Regions from separate parts of the Anas platyrhynchos genome. Here region 2 is linked to region 1. A link is a contact called in public Hi-C data. All regions are on one chromosome and are shown on one strand. The core of a region is the stretch at or near the end of the contact, and the rest is flanking DNA. Distances in the headings are between cores, read along the strand shown.

The links. A called contact is a pair of places that touch in the nucleus more often than the background predicts.
Region 2: a Hi-C map of skeletal muscle shows a contact between it and region 1, with 2.0 times the contacts expected there. The contact joins two enhancer-like sites. A contact is called at or near these places in 3 of 8 Hi-C or Micro-C datasets (F1 follicle, skeletal muscle and subcutaneous adipose tissue).

What each region holds. Positions count from the first base shown.
Region 1 is chr5:16,873,316-16,879,936 of IASCAAS_PekinDuck_T2T, forward strand. It overlaps TRIP11 (thyroid hormone receptor interactor 11), which reads left to right. Exons shown (of 22, transcript XM_038180265.2): 11 at 1-750; 12 at 1,258-2,829; 13 at 5,371-5,511; 14 at 5,735-5,928. Among named protein-coding and RNA genes, the nearest start is that of TRIP11, 14 kb to the left of the region's middle. Within about 2 kb of position 3,521, at least 1 of the 8 cell types and tissues checked has an H3K27ac peak or open chromatin away from gene starts, as enhancers often do.
Region 2 is chr5:17,019,768-17,026,388 of IASCAAS_PekinDuck_T2T, forward strand. No RefSeq gene overlaps it. Among named protein-coding and RNA genes, the nearest start is that of PPP4R3A, 32 kb to the right of the region's middle. Within about 2 kb of position 3,679, at least 4 of the 8 cell types and tissues checked have an H3K27ac peak or open chromatin away from gene starts, as enhancers often do.

The sequences.
Region 1 (6,621 bases), core at 2,271-4,770:
AGTAAACAGCAGCTTCAAAATACTATTAAAGATCTTCAGGAACAATTAAAGAAGTCCCAGGACTGTAACGTGCATAACAAAAAAGAAATTAAAGAATTGCAGCAGAGACTAAAAGAAAGAGAGGAGGAGCTTTCTGTATCCTTGAGCAAGTTAACAGAAAAAAGTAACCAGGAAGCTAACTACAGTTGTCAAGATCTGATTCTGAAAGAAAGAGAAGTAGAAATTGCAAAACTACAGAATAGTATTTTAGAAAATAAACAAATAAATGAAGACTTGGAGAAATCTCTATCTGATCTCAAAATAGAAAATGGAAAGCTAGTAACAGCCTTTGAAGAAATAAAACAGCAATTAAACGATGCCATTTCTGAGAAGAATAAAGTTTACTTAGAAAAAGACACCGTTGTGGAGGCCTTGAAAATGGAAAAAAAACATTTGGAAACTGAATTAAACCAGACTGAAAAGCGTCTTTTTGAGCAAGCACAAAAGTATGAGCAAACTATTCAGGAGTTATCAAATGCACGTAGTATGGACACCACTGCATTGCAGCTTGAACACGAACGCCTAGTTAAACTGAATCAAGAGAAAGACTTTAAGATTGCAGAATTCAAAAGGAACATGGAGCAGATGGAAAGTGACCATCAAGAAACGAAAGAGATGTTGACTACTAGCTTAGGAGGGCAAAAGCAGTTGACAGAACTCATGAAAGAAAAAGAGGAATTTATTGAAAAATTTAAAAATCAAGCCTTGCAGGTAAGGCAGGAACTTGAGGAATATAAGAAAGCTTCAAAAAAGCAGGATGTCTTAAAACAAAATTTAGAAGAAAAAGACAAAAGTCTTGCCATCATGAAGGAAGAAAATAATCATTTGAAAGAAGAAATTGAACGTCTTAAGGATCAACAAAGTAGATCTACACCTATGGTTGAGCCTAAAACTCTAGATATTATTATTGAACTCGAAAGTGAGGTAACGCAGTTAAAAGTGATAAAGACTAATCTTGAAGAAGAAATAGAAGTTCTCAAAAAAACAATAGAAGATCAGAATCAAAAAACAGTGCAACTTCAGCAGTCTTTGCAAGAGCAAAGAAAGCAAATAGATGAGTCTAAAGTTCAGTGTGAACAAATGAATGTCACACATGAAAGACTTTCTTTAGCGAAGGATGAGGAAATTAAAAATTTACAGAAGACAATTGAGCAAATTAAGACTCAGTTGCACAAAGAGAGACAGGTTATTCAGACTGATTCCTCTGATCTTTTTCAGGTAACGAAAGTTCAGACACTTAATGGAGAAAATGGAAATGAAAAACATGACTTATCCAAAGCTGAAATTGAAAGACTAGTAAAAGGTATCAAAGAAAGGGAGATGGAGATTAAGCTTCTAAATGAAAAGAATGTTTCTCTGAGTCAACAAATTGATCAGTTGTCTAAAGATGAAGTTGGCAAACTTACTCGGATCATCCAAGAGAAAGACTTAGAAATACAGGCCCTCAATGCTAGAGTTTCTTCAGCTTCCTATCGGCAGGATGTTCTTTGCCTTCAGCAGCAGCTGCAAGCTTATGTCATGGAAAGAGAGCAAGTACTAGCAGTTCTAAGTGAAAAGACAAGAGAGAACAGTCAGTTAAAAACAGAGTATCATAAGATCATGGATATGGTGGCCGCTAAAGAAGCGGCTTTGGTAAGGCTGCAAGAAGAGAACCAAAAGTTATCTAATAGATTTGAAAATAGCAGCCAAGACATGTTTAGAGAAACTATTCAGAATTTATCCCGTATCATTCGAGAAAAAGATATTGAAATAGATGCTCTAAGTCAAAAATGCCAAACCTTATTGACTGTATTGCAGACGTCCAGTACAGGTACTGACAGCGGTCCAGGAGGTGTTAACAGTAACCAGTTTGAGGAACTTCTACAAGAACGTGACAAACTAAAACAGCAAGTAAAGAAGATGGAAGAGTGGAAGCAACAGGTAATAACCACGGTTCAGAACATGCAACATGAGTCAGCTCACCTACAAGAAGAGCTACACAAACTTCAAGCACAGATTTCAGTTGAAAGCGATAGTAATTCAAAATTGCAGGTAGATTATAATGGCTTGATTCAGAGTTACGAACAGAATGAGAAAAAGCTGAAAAGTTTTAGTCAGGAACTAGCGCAAGTTCAACACACCATAGGACAGCTTCATAACACCAAGGATCTTCTCCTGGGTAAACTTGATTTGGTAACACCATCTGTAGCAATGGCTTCCATCATTTCGCAGCCTCCGGTCATTCAAAGCAGTGCTCCTGAAGTGCTCAGTGATGAAACTAAACTCCTTCAAAAGGAATTGGAACAGCTGAAAAAAAAGTTGCAAGAAAAAGATTCAACTATTAGGACCCTTCAGGAAAACAATCAACGATTATCGGATTCTGTGGCTACAGCATCAGAGGCTGAAAGAAAGAGTCAAGAGGGGACTGATTCAGAGATGAGGCAGATCAAAGAAAAGCATGATGTCTTACAGAAATCACTTAGAGAAAAAGACATACTGATTAAATCTAAAAGCGATCAGTTACTTTCTGTGAGTGAAAATCTTAGTAACAAAGAAAATGAAAATGAACTTTTAAAGCAAGCGGTGACTAACCTTAAAGAAAGAAATCTAATTTTAGAAATGGATATTCGAAAACTGAAAGAAGAAAATGAAAAAATAGTTGCAAGTTGTAGGGAAAAGGAAACAGAATTCCGAGCACTTCAGGAGACTAATATGCAATTTTCAATGATGTTGAAGGAGAAAGAGTTTGAGTCCCACTCAATGAAGGAAAAAGCTCTCACTTTTGAGAAGTTGTTGAAAGAAAAAGAACAGGTATGTGTGTTCACGTTCATTATCTTGAAATTAGTCACTTGGTAGCGTGTTTTCATGTATATGTAGACATCAAGTATTTGCCTTAAATCTGTTTGTGGCTTCTTACTGCTTTGCATTGCAACAAAAATCCTTCCCCACAAAGTTAAGAAATGAAAAATCAGCAGGTGAGTGGCTTGCAGTTGTATCTGTTAATTTTGTATTCATAACCCATGTTCTTCATTCATTTGAAAAATTCTCATTTACTGAACAGCTGCTCAATATTTTGGCTTTTGCCTGTTGTCCATTAAGTGTACTACGTTGTTTTTACTGTACGTTGCTCAAACTCGCAGAGGTGGCGAAGACTCATTTCTCAATGTGTTTTCTTCAAGTGTCATTCCGATTTGGTTGCTTCACAGCATTGCTTTGAGATGAATGGGTTCAAGCGTCATCTTTTATAGCTGGAGAAGCTTTGGTGGAAAAAAAAAGAAAGAAAGATGAAAACATTGGACAAACTAAATTAATGTTTTCTCTTCCCAATTTAATATATGGAAAAGTAGGTATTTTTTTTTGAAGTGTGTTCAGAGAAAAGTTGCAGTGGCTTATGAATTACTGTGTAAGTAATGTGAGTAAGAATCTTTTTTATAGGAGCCAAAGAATTACGTGGCATTGTTGATACTCGGGTCAACAGCATGTTGTAAGAACTGCTACTGCTGGCATTAAGGAAGCAATATGTGAATCACCATCCTTTTTGAAACACAGGAGTTAAGTACAATGCAACAGATAACATTTATCAAAACTACAGGAAAAGAACAGAACTCCAGGATATCAATACTTTTTATTTGCTTTGTAGTCTCTAAAACTTAATCTGTCCTAGTGGGCAGTCTTTTCTGGTAATTACTTCCAAATATGTCATCTTTCTTCCACTGTGCTTTTTCTTTTCAGGTCCCCATTCTTTTCATCCTGGTGGCTTCGGTTTCCATTATTCAGTCTTTTCTCAGAAATGTTCCCCTGTCATGTTTTTCTTCTCCTTGCTGCATTTAACATCCTTTTTTTATTTTCCAAAATTCTGAGCATTGCTGGTTATCAGAGAGTGATGTTTATGCAAACCGTTACAATATAACCTGGCATTCATTTTATCTCCACTATATAATAGAAAAGTTCACATCTCTTAAAAGCATTTTCAAACTACCAAATAAATTTGCAGTGTAATATATCCAGGAATTTATCATCTGTAAGTCCCAACTTTGATACATGCGAAAAAAATAGCATTTTTTTTTTTTTTAAGTTAGTTGTGTAAGATAAATGTTTAGCTCTGTTTGTTCCTAGTGGTGGTTTCCCCATCCTATTCTGAATAAATACTATGGAATTAAGAATAGAATCTTTAAGGTATCAAATTACGGTTACATTATTTTAAAAAAAAAAAGGCTTTGAATTATCATTGGGACTAATGTTCATCAGTTGTGCCAATAAGAACTATACACCTTCTTACCTTTTTTTATTTTTATTTTTTAATTATTCTAACTCCAGTAGCTGCTGCTCCTGGAAGCCTGCAGTGCCTGGTTAGGTTCTCTGTGTGTTGCATGTCTTTGCCCTGCAGACCTCTTCACTCACTGACATCTTGGGCTTTCAGTTTCGTAAGCATGGAACAATTGTCTGGACTTTTTTTTCTTCACAAATCAGAGTTCTTTTTGCAGACTCTGTGTTCACCATGGAGAACTATGAAAAATAGTGTTCAAATGTATTTTGTATGGGTGTCAGAAGATAACAGCATAAACAGCAAATTTCTGTGCAGGTTTGCAGCTCTACTCAAAAGAAAAAAGCTGTATTCAGTTTCATTTATAAATAATTGAAGCTTATAAGTATTAATGGTGAAATAGAAGATTGGTTTACTTTTTACCAACATAATCAATAAAAATACCTGCTCTCAAAATAATATATGAGACGAATGGTAAAAAGGATGCTGGAAGGTTTCAAGTAACTGCAAATGCATCCATTTATTTAGGCTGTGTACGTGAGTTGGAGGTAACAGACAAATTTCTTCATGTGTTTATCCTTTATGTAAAATTGTAACAAATCACTTACAATGAGAAATAATATTAATTGAAATATGACAGTTGAAAATGTGGTGGATGTTGCTGTGATTCTTTGAAGGCTGATCTCTAGAACTGAAGTCACCTTATGGCTTAGTTTTTAGGATTACTTCATGTGTTTAGTCATCTTAGCTTCAGGCCAGTTGACGTGCCTAGGCAGGTGCTTCATATGTCCATGTCCTAATAAGCAGGTACCACAGATAAAACATTCCACCCATAGCAGAAAACCTGAAAGTTTGAAGTATACTTGTGACTGTAGTGCCTTTTAGGAATAAATTTTAGTTTGTTTGGTAATGTGTGAGGGAAATCACACTCAGGGAAAATACTCTTCTGGAGTTTTTCTGTGCTATAGGGCCATGGGTGTCTTGCACTTCTCCTTGTTACATTAGTATTTTCTTTCCATTCTTCTGGGCAAAGAATACATCTCTTTCAGTAAGACTGCTGTGTTTGAAGTCCTCTATGTCTTTGACAGGGCAAGACGGGGGAATTGAATCAACTGCTAAATGAAGTTAAATCAATGCAAGAAAAGGCTGTTACTTTTCAACAAGAGAGAGACCAAGTTATGGTAGCACTCAAACAGAAGCAAATGGAGAGCAGTGCCCTGCAGAGTGAGGTATACCACCAAGTAACTTACAACTGTAAGAAATAAAAAAAATAATAATTACAAAAAAAAGAAATTGCATTGTATAATATTTTCTGCATTATTTTTGTTAGCAGTAACTTGTGAAAAACATTTGAAATCAACATGCAGGCAATATGCTTCAAATGATGTTTTGTTTGCTTGCATTATTTATGGAAACTGATAGTACAAGCAACTTAAGGTGTGTTCTACACAGATACAGCATTTGCGTGAGAAAGAGCAGCGCCTAAATCAGGAACTGGAGAGGTTACGGAATCACCTTCTGGAAATGGAGGACTCCTACACGCGGGAAGTGTTAGCTGCAGAAGACAGAGAGGCCAAGCTAAGAAAAAAAGTTTCAGTTTTGGAAGAAAAACTTGTGTCCTCATCTACTGCAGTGGAGAATGCCAGGTGATCTTTTCATTTATCCAGCAGTGGCACTGTGAATTTTACAGTTTTCTGGAGTGATACTGATAGCTTTATTTTATTGAATTAGCATTCTAGAGCACGCTAGCCAACTGAGGAAACAAAAATATATGAATTACTGTTACTCTAAATCAGGAAAGTAATTTGAAATTTCCTTGGCAACTGTTGTGAACTAAGAAGTTATTTATCATCTTCGAAGCAACTTCAGAAATCTCAGATCTTTGACAATGCTTAGAACTAGAAACAACAAAAATCAACAAAAATCCGTCAACCCATCAATTGAACATAATTGAATAATTGAATATGTCAGAGCATAAAAGATTAACTTAATTGCCTTCAATGTCAAGGCTTTATTCACTTTGAAAGTGCATTTGAAAGTGTTTTATACACTTGGATGCACAGGTGTGCTTGTGGTACTTTGTGCGTTGCTTTTGAAAGGAGTACCCGTCCTTAATTGATACGTTATAGCACATTACAGCATAGAGAGGTATACACTGCTGTAAAACTTCTTTAACGTACATATAAAGCAAGATGCATAGATGTTCTCATAGGTAGCATAGTTGGAGAGGCTAGAGTTAATTATGGTGTTTTTTTTATTTACCATAATCATATTTTTCAGTTAGAACAATGAAAACCCAAGTATTAAAATTACTCAATGCCTGTCTTGACTCTAATGTA
Region 2 (6,621 bases), core at 2,429-4,928, 150 kb after region 1:
AGCCGTTTCTCAAGAGAAAACTGTTCATTTCTTATGTGTATGAGCCCTTATATTGCCTCCTGCTTAGCGTGTCATCCATGATCAAGATTGAGAATTTCACCTGCAGCAGCTGATGACTGCTCTGCAATTCACAACAAAGTATATAGAATCATAGAATATCCTGGGTTGGAAGGGACCCACAAGGATCATTGAGTCCAAGTCCTGGCTCCACACAGGACCACCCAAAACTCAGACCATATGTCTGACAGTGTTGTCCAAGTGCTTCTTGAACTCCACCTGGCTTGGTGCCATGACTACTTTTCTGGGGAGCTTGTCCCAGTGCCCAACCACCCTCTGGGTGCAGAACCTTTCCCTAACCCCCAGCCTGACCCTTCCCTGTCCCAGCTCCATGCCATTCCCTTGGGTCCTGTCACTTTCCACAGAGAGCAGAGCTCAGCGCCTGCCCCTCCGCTCCCCTTGTGAGGGAGCTGCAGGCCGCCATGAGGCCTCCCCTCGGCCTGCTCTGCTCTGGGCTGAACAAACCAAGGGCCCACAGCTGCTTCTCGTATGCCTTACCCTCCAGACCTTTAACCATCTTCATAGTTCTCCTTTGGATGTTCTCTAAAAGTTTTATGTACTTCTTACATTGTAGTGCCCCAAACTACACACAGTACTCAAGGTGAGGCTGCACCAGTGCAGGGTAAAGTGGGACAATCACTTCACTTGACCAACTAGCAAGGCCATGCTTGATGCACCCCAGGATATGATTAGCTCTTTTAGCTGCCAAGGCACACTTGACTCATGTTCGACTTCCCATCAATCAGATAAAACCAATTATCAACACAGTTAAATATAGCTCTAATCAGCCAGAAGCTCAGAGTCTCAAATATGACATAGGAAATGGGCAGATACTGCTGCTGACAGGGCAGCAATGTATACAACCTGTATTATACTACAGTGAGAAGACATTCCTATAAGAAGACTGTGGGAAGGCCTAGTCTGGAAATGGGCTGAAACATGTCTACTGTGTAACATGTTTATATAAGTCAGCAGGAAAAAACTGTTCAGTATGCAGAGCTGATCCTGCAGCCCCTGCTCAATGTGCTAACTCAAAGCAACAGTTCAAATCCAAGTCTGGTGCTACTGAAAAGATATGATCCAGGAAACAACCTAATCATCAACAAACTAAAATCTGTAGGCAATTAGGCTTTGACTGCCTTTTGAAGGGCAACATGAGTAGCAAATTCCTCATCAGAGGAAGCAGGTTGGCCTGGGATACAAACTCCTGAAATACACATCTCTTGGAATGACCAACAGTGGAAATCAGCAATGAGTACTGACTTCGAAACCTGCAGGGAAAAAGGTAAACAACCCACTGAGATGCAGAGGTCAAGTGCACCCTCCTAGTGTTATTATTTTCGGCTGGCTAAAGACTTAGGAAGCTGACACAATTGGTTTGTGTTTCCATGATTTGCCTTGCAATCATGTGATAGTATTTCTCTTTTCCCTTCTTTTTCTTTCTGATTTTTTTTTCCAGTCGACTATGCAGTAGTTCGTAGTTTCTGTGTCAAATTGGGCATCAAAACTGGTATATAGCTGAATAAATGAGCAGAAGCTTGGTACGGAGCAGTGACTTTATTAAGTTCCTCTCTGCTTTTCACTTTGCAATGCACAATGAAAACCAGTCTCAAAAGGACTAGCAATTTAATAGGACCTTGTAAAAAGAACACATGAATGAATAGGTCTTTGTGAACTGAGTAAATTTGAATAGCTTCATTTTTTTTTCTTACAGTAGGATGTTTCATTTGTTCCACTTGGCAGTTTATGACTCCTTTGGCCACTGACAGCTGGATTCTGGTTCCTCATTAGATGTATACCCAAACTTCTCTCTTGAAGTTTAGCCAGAGGATCAGACATCCAAGGAAGTAGGATCAGTCTTGTCATAGTCATTTCTTGCAGCAATAGTGTCTCTAGTTGACCAACATTTAAGCTTTCTCATAGCTGTTCTTCCCTGTTCAGTTGCCACCTGTTTAACGTGCTTAACCTGTAACCACTGCAAGTGTTTCGCTTGTAAAAGTGAGGGGCTTATAGCCTTTGTGCCAGTAGTCATCTTAACAGTCTAGCCCCATCAAATTTTTTTAGCAAGTTAATTAGCCCTATTGAAACTAATGCCCATATTCACATGCTGGAAATACATTCTACATGTTTATAAAAGCCAAATTGTATGCATGTTGCCTTTCAAGACTAATAGCACAGTTCTGTAAGACCATGCCATGAGAAACAGAAGAGAAACATTTTGGCCACTGAAATATAGCACAAGTTGGTAAGATAGAGATCTTTTGAACAGTGTATGAGGTACAAATCCATTACAGAATTCCTAAACATTCCTAGAGTGAGCAAATATGAAGTGAATAGTTAAATTTGCCTTTTTTTTTTTTTTAATTTATTTTATTTTCATGGGTTTCCATCAAAAACATTTGCTTAAAATTTGGAACATTTCTTAAAAGTTTTGCAGATCCATATGTGTGTTTTGTGCTTTTGCTGTCTTCATAGTCTTGGATTTCAACATCAGTTGTTCCCATAGTTATCTTCAACACTGTTCTCTAAATACAGTCTGATGTCACTTGAAGTGTGTTCTGACACACTGGCTTTAGTTGAGAGGTAGATATGTGTTGTTTTGTTTTGTCTTTTTCTTTTAGTTTGTCAACACTGAAGTAAATGTGCCGAGACTGTAGCTTATTATCATAGACAATCATAACTGTTTTTTACTTTGTATTACCCAACTCTGTTTATTTCTGTTGTTTACAAGCACACTAAGCAGGCACCATCTTTTCTCTACATAGACGTGATGGTTATGTTGAGAAAGTCCTGATTCACTTCTAATATCTAGTATCTAATGCAAAACTAACATTAAAACAAAACAAAAAAAGCAAACAAACAAACCTGCATTCATTATTTTAACTCCTGGTCAGGAATTCCATTTGAGCATTGATCTTAAATGCTGAAGTGGAACTAATTAAAACCCTGCCTGTCCTTAAGATGTCTTTTTTGCCATTAAGTGTGGATAATGACATGCTAGTCTTTCAGTTCAGTGGCCAAACTAAACAAATGGAAAACAATTTTGGTTTGGGTAGAAATGAAAACATTTTATTCAACCCAAAACAAAAGGGTTTATTTTGATTTCTTGTTATGCATCAACTGGAAAATCAAATTTAAAATGAAAACGTAATTTTTTAACCTAAACCCTTGCCCAGACATCGCAACTAAACGTTACAGCAACAACATACACTGACCCTTTCATATTACTTTCATGTCAAGAAAATTTTATTATCAAATTGAATCTGACTTTGCCAATGATTTTTGAATTCTGAAAGTATGTTTTTGAGAAAATCTAGCGTCTGGTTAAAATATGAGGCTCCCTCCTCTGCTGTGAATATGGATCAACACATTTTCTTTTTCTCTTGAGGAACATAGGATTTCAAGAGAGGAAAAGCCATTCAATTTTCCTCGTTGTGCTAACAGGAACTCCCTGGAGTTCTATTTATTGTCTTCTGTTGAGGGGATTATTTTTAACTTCAGTTTTGACTGTGGTGCCCAGCCGGTCGGCACATTCACGTCCACACAGCTCCTTCTGCTCCAAGGCAGCTCTGCCAGGTCCAACAGCCATGTCCTGGCCGCCACCTCACCCACTCTGCCACACTGGCCTGGGAGGCAGATGAGGTTCAGGGCAGGCTGTCCTCGGTGTTAAAACAATGGCAACCATTGGCTCTGCCAATTTAACGGAGTGAACTGCCCTGACCTGGACTCTTTCGCACCCTTAAAAACAATGAACTGTCAGCGAACGGCACATCTGTTCGGGTAGTGGTTGTTATTTCTGCTGTGGTGCATGGGCCCCCTCCACACCGCCCTCCCACACAATATGGCGCCTGCCCCATGCAGGCAGCTAAAAGCTGCATGCTTCCATCGCTTGTCCTCTGCAGAAAATCATAGTCTTGATCTCTTCTGCCACACAGTGGCTACTGTGGAAAACAGTCAGAAAACCATATGGCAGCCCTGTGCTAAATAGGGAGATTGGAAGGGAGAGTTTGCCCCCTCATCGCAATTTTAGTCAGTCTGAAGTGCACCAAACAGCCCCGTTCCTCAGCTCTGGCTCCGTCCATGTGCCTGGGTCCATGCTCGCACACCAACACACCCTCCCCTCAAGCCCTTTCCCAGGCTCTTCACAAGTGCTACAGCTGTTCCTTTTTTTTTTTTTTTTTTTTTTTTTTTGGCGGGGGAGTAATGGAATAATGAGTTTTTTTCTGGTAAATGGATCATTTGAAAAGTGGGCAAGAGCCATGCTGCAATCTGTGGTGCTCTGTGCAGCCAGTACAGCTGGGGAGATGTCCCCATGCTAACATGGTTGTGAGGTGAGAGGACCAGGTATCACCACCAAAAAGCACAGTGCATCAGGACTGCTTAACCCACCATCATGCTGATAGCTTGGGTTATGAGTTTCCCTGAGGCCTGTGGAGAGCTCCCCGGTGGAGCAGGCTGTCCCCCTGCAGCCCATGGGTCCCACATGGAGCAGATCTCCACACTGCAGCCCGTGGAGGAGCCCCTGGTGGAGCAGGTGGATGTAGCCCGGGGGAGGCTATGGCCCATGGAAAGGCCCCACAGGAGCAGGCCCCGGGCTGGAGCTGCAGCCCATAGAGAGGAGCCCATGCAGGAGCAGGGAGTCTGGGGGGAGCTGCTGCCCATGGGGAATCTGTGCTGGAGCAGTTTGCTGCTGTGGAATGGCATCCCAGGGGAGGGACCCCACATGGAGCAGGGACAGAGAGTGACTGTGAAGGAGCGGCAGAGATGAAGTGTTAGGGACTGACCACAACCTCCACTCCCCGTTCCCCTGTGCCACTCAGGGGTAGGACATAGAAGAGGGTGAATGCATCGAAGGTGTTTGTAATTGCTTTTAGTTTCTCACTACTCTAGCTTGTTAGTAATAGGTAATAAATTACATTAATCTCCCTGTGCTGAGTCTGTTTTGCTCATGATGATAACTGTTGAGTGATCTCCCTGTCCTTTTCTAAACCCTTGAGCCCTTTGCATTGTATTTTCTCCACCTCTCCCTTGAGGAGGGGGAGTGAGAGAGTGGTTGTGGTGGAGCTCATCTGCCCTGCTAAGTAAAACTAGCACACTAGAATCTTTGCAAAGGACCATACTGAAGTAAGAAACCACCTGATGCATTTGTCTGGTGGTCTGGAAATACAGAGGTTTCACCACAGCTCCAACCCATGTCAAAATGGACAGAGATTGACAAATATTTCTCTTTACCAGCCCTACATACCTCCTAAAAGGGATACACAGAGAGACTGTATTAGGCTAGATCAGATTTACCACTAATGGTCAAGAAAGTTGTGAAAACAATGTTTTGCCTTCCACCCCATTGCTGATAATATTTGGCAGAAATCCTGATCTTCCCTGAAAAAGAGCTCTCTCCTTTTAAGGTTACAAAATGTACAGTCAGAATAGCATTACTTTTCATTTGTACTGTCCAAGAACAGTTCAGTTTAAAAATAGGGCTTGGTTGTGCCATTTCCTTGTTGGAAAAAAAATAATTAATTAAAAAAAAAATAAAAAAGAGTTTTCATGTTATTTGAAAAGGAGAAATAGCACCCTTGTGCAGCTTCCAACTCACACACACGAGCAGAGCTGGTTTGTGGGTTGACTGGTTGACCTTTCTCTCCATCCTTCTAGGATATAAATTGACAAGAGAAACACTTCTAATCATTTTTATCCTTGCAATCAGCATTTAGAACCTAAGAGACCCTCTCTTCAATTATTACTCCCTGTGTATTATCATTTATATATATATTACAGAGAGATCTGATTCATTGCCCTTTGAATCCAATGGCAAATTCTCCTCTGACTGACCCAGCAGTCACAGATGAGGGGCAGTCAGGGATAGGCCCCTGTTCTGCCAACTTTCAGCCAGACACACAAAAAAGACAGTACCTCTCCCAGAGACCTTCCAATCTAAGATAAAAGATAAAAATAGTCCATCATTTCCTGCTGTTCCTAACAAACAATTTAAGGGTTCATAAATTTCAAGGACCTCACTGCAAAAAAATTCTGCCGTTTTAACATAACTGTCCCAATGTAGTTCGTCTGGGACATCCTGAAAGTTTTCTCTCCCCCATCTAACGACTGACATTCCAGCATTTGTTGAGAGGCATATTAGCACTAGAATGAACTTTGGGAAAAAAATATCATTTTAAGTCTATGCACTCAGCCAAGCACTTTCTGTGTTGCCTCTGCTAATTCTAGAGCTAAGTGTATTTGAACAGAAATGTATCTCCTTAACCTTTGCTTGGCTGAGTCTACAGTGATCCTGTGTTCTATGCTTGCAAAATGAGATTTGCTGCTACAGATTTACTGCGGGGTCAAGTATGATGAAAAACTATGTTGAGAGAAAGCCAAAGCCTTCTTTAAACACAGATGTCTTAAATATTACAGATGTCTTCCATGTTTAGCAAAAAGGGTAGGGGGCTGAATTGTTGATGGGTTTGATGGTGAGTGATCAGTCTTTCACTGTTAGACCATCAGTCCCAAACAAACACAGAATGGTGAGACTTACCAATTACATGTTTGTATCTGATTATATAA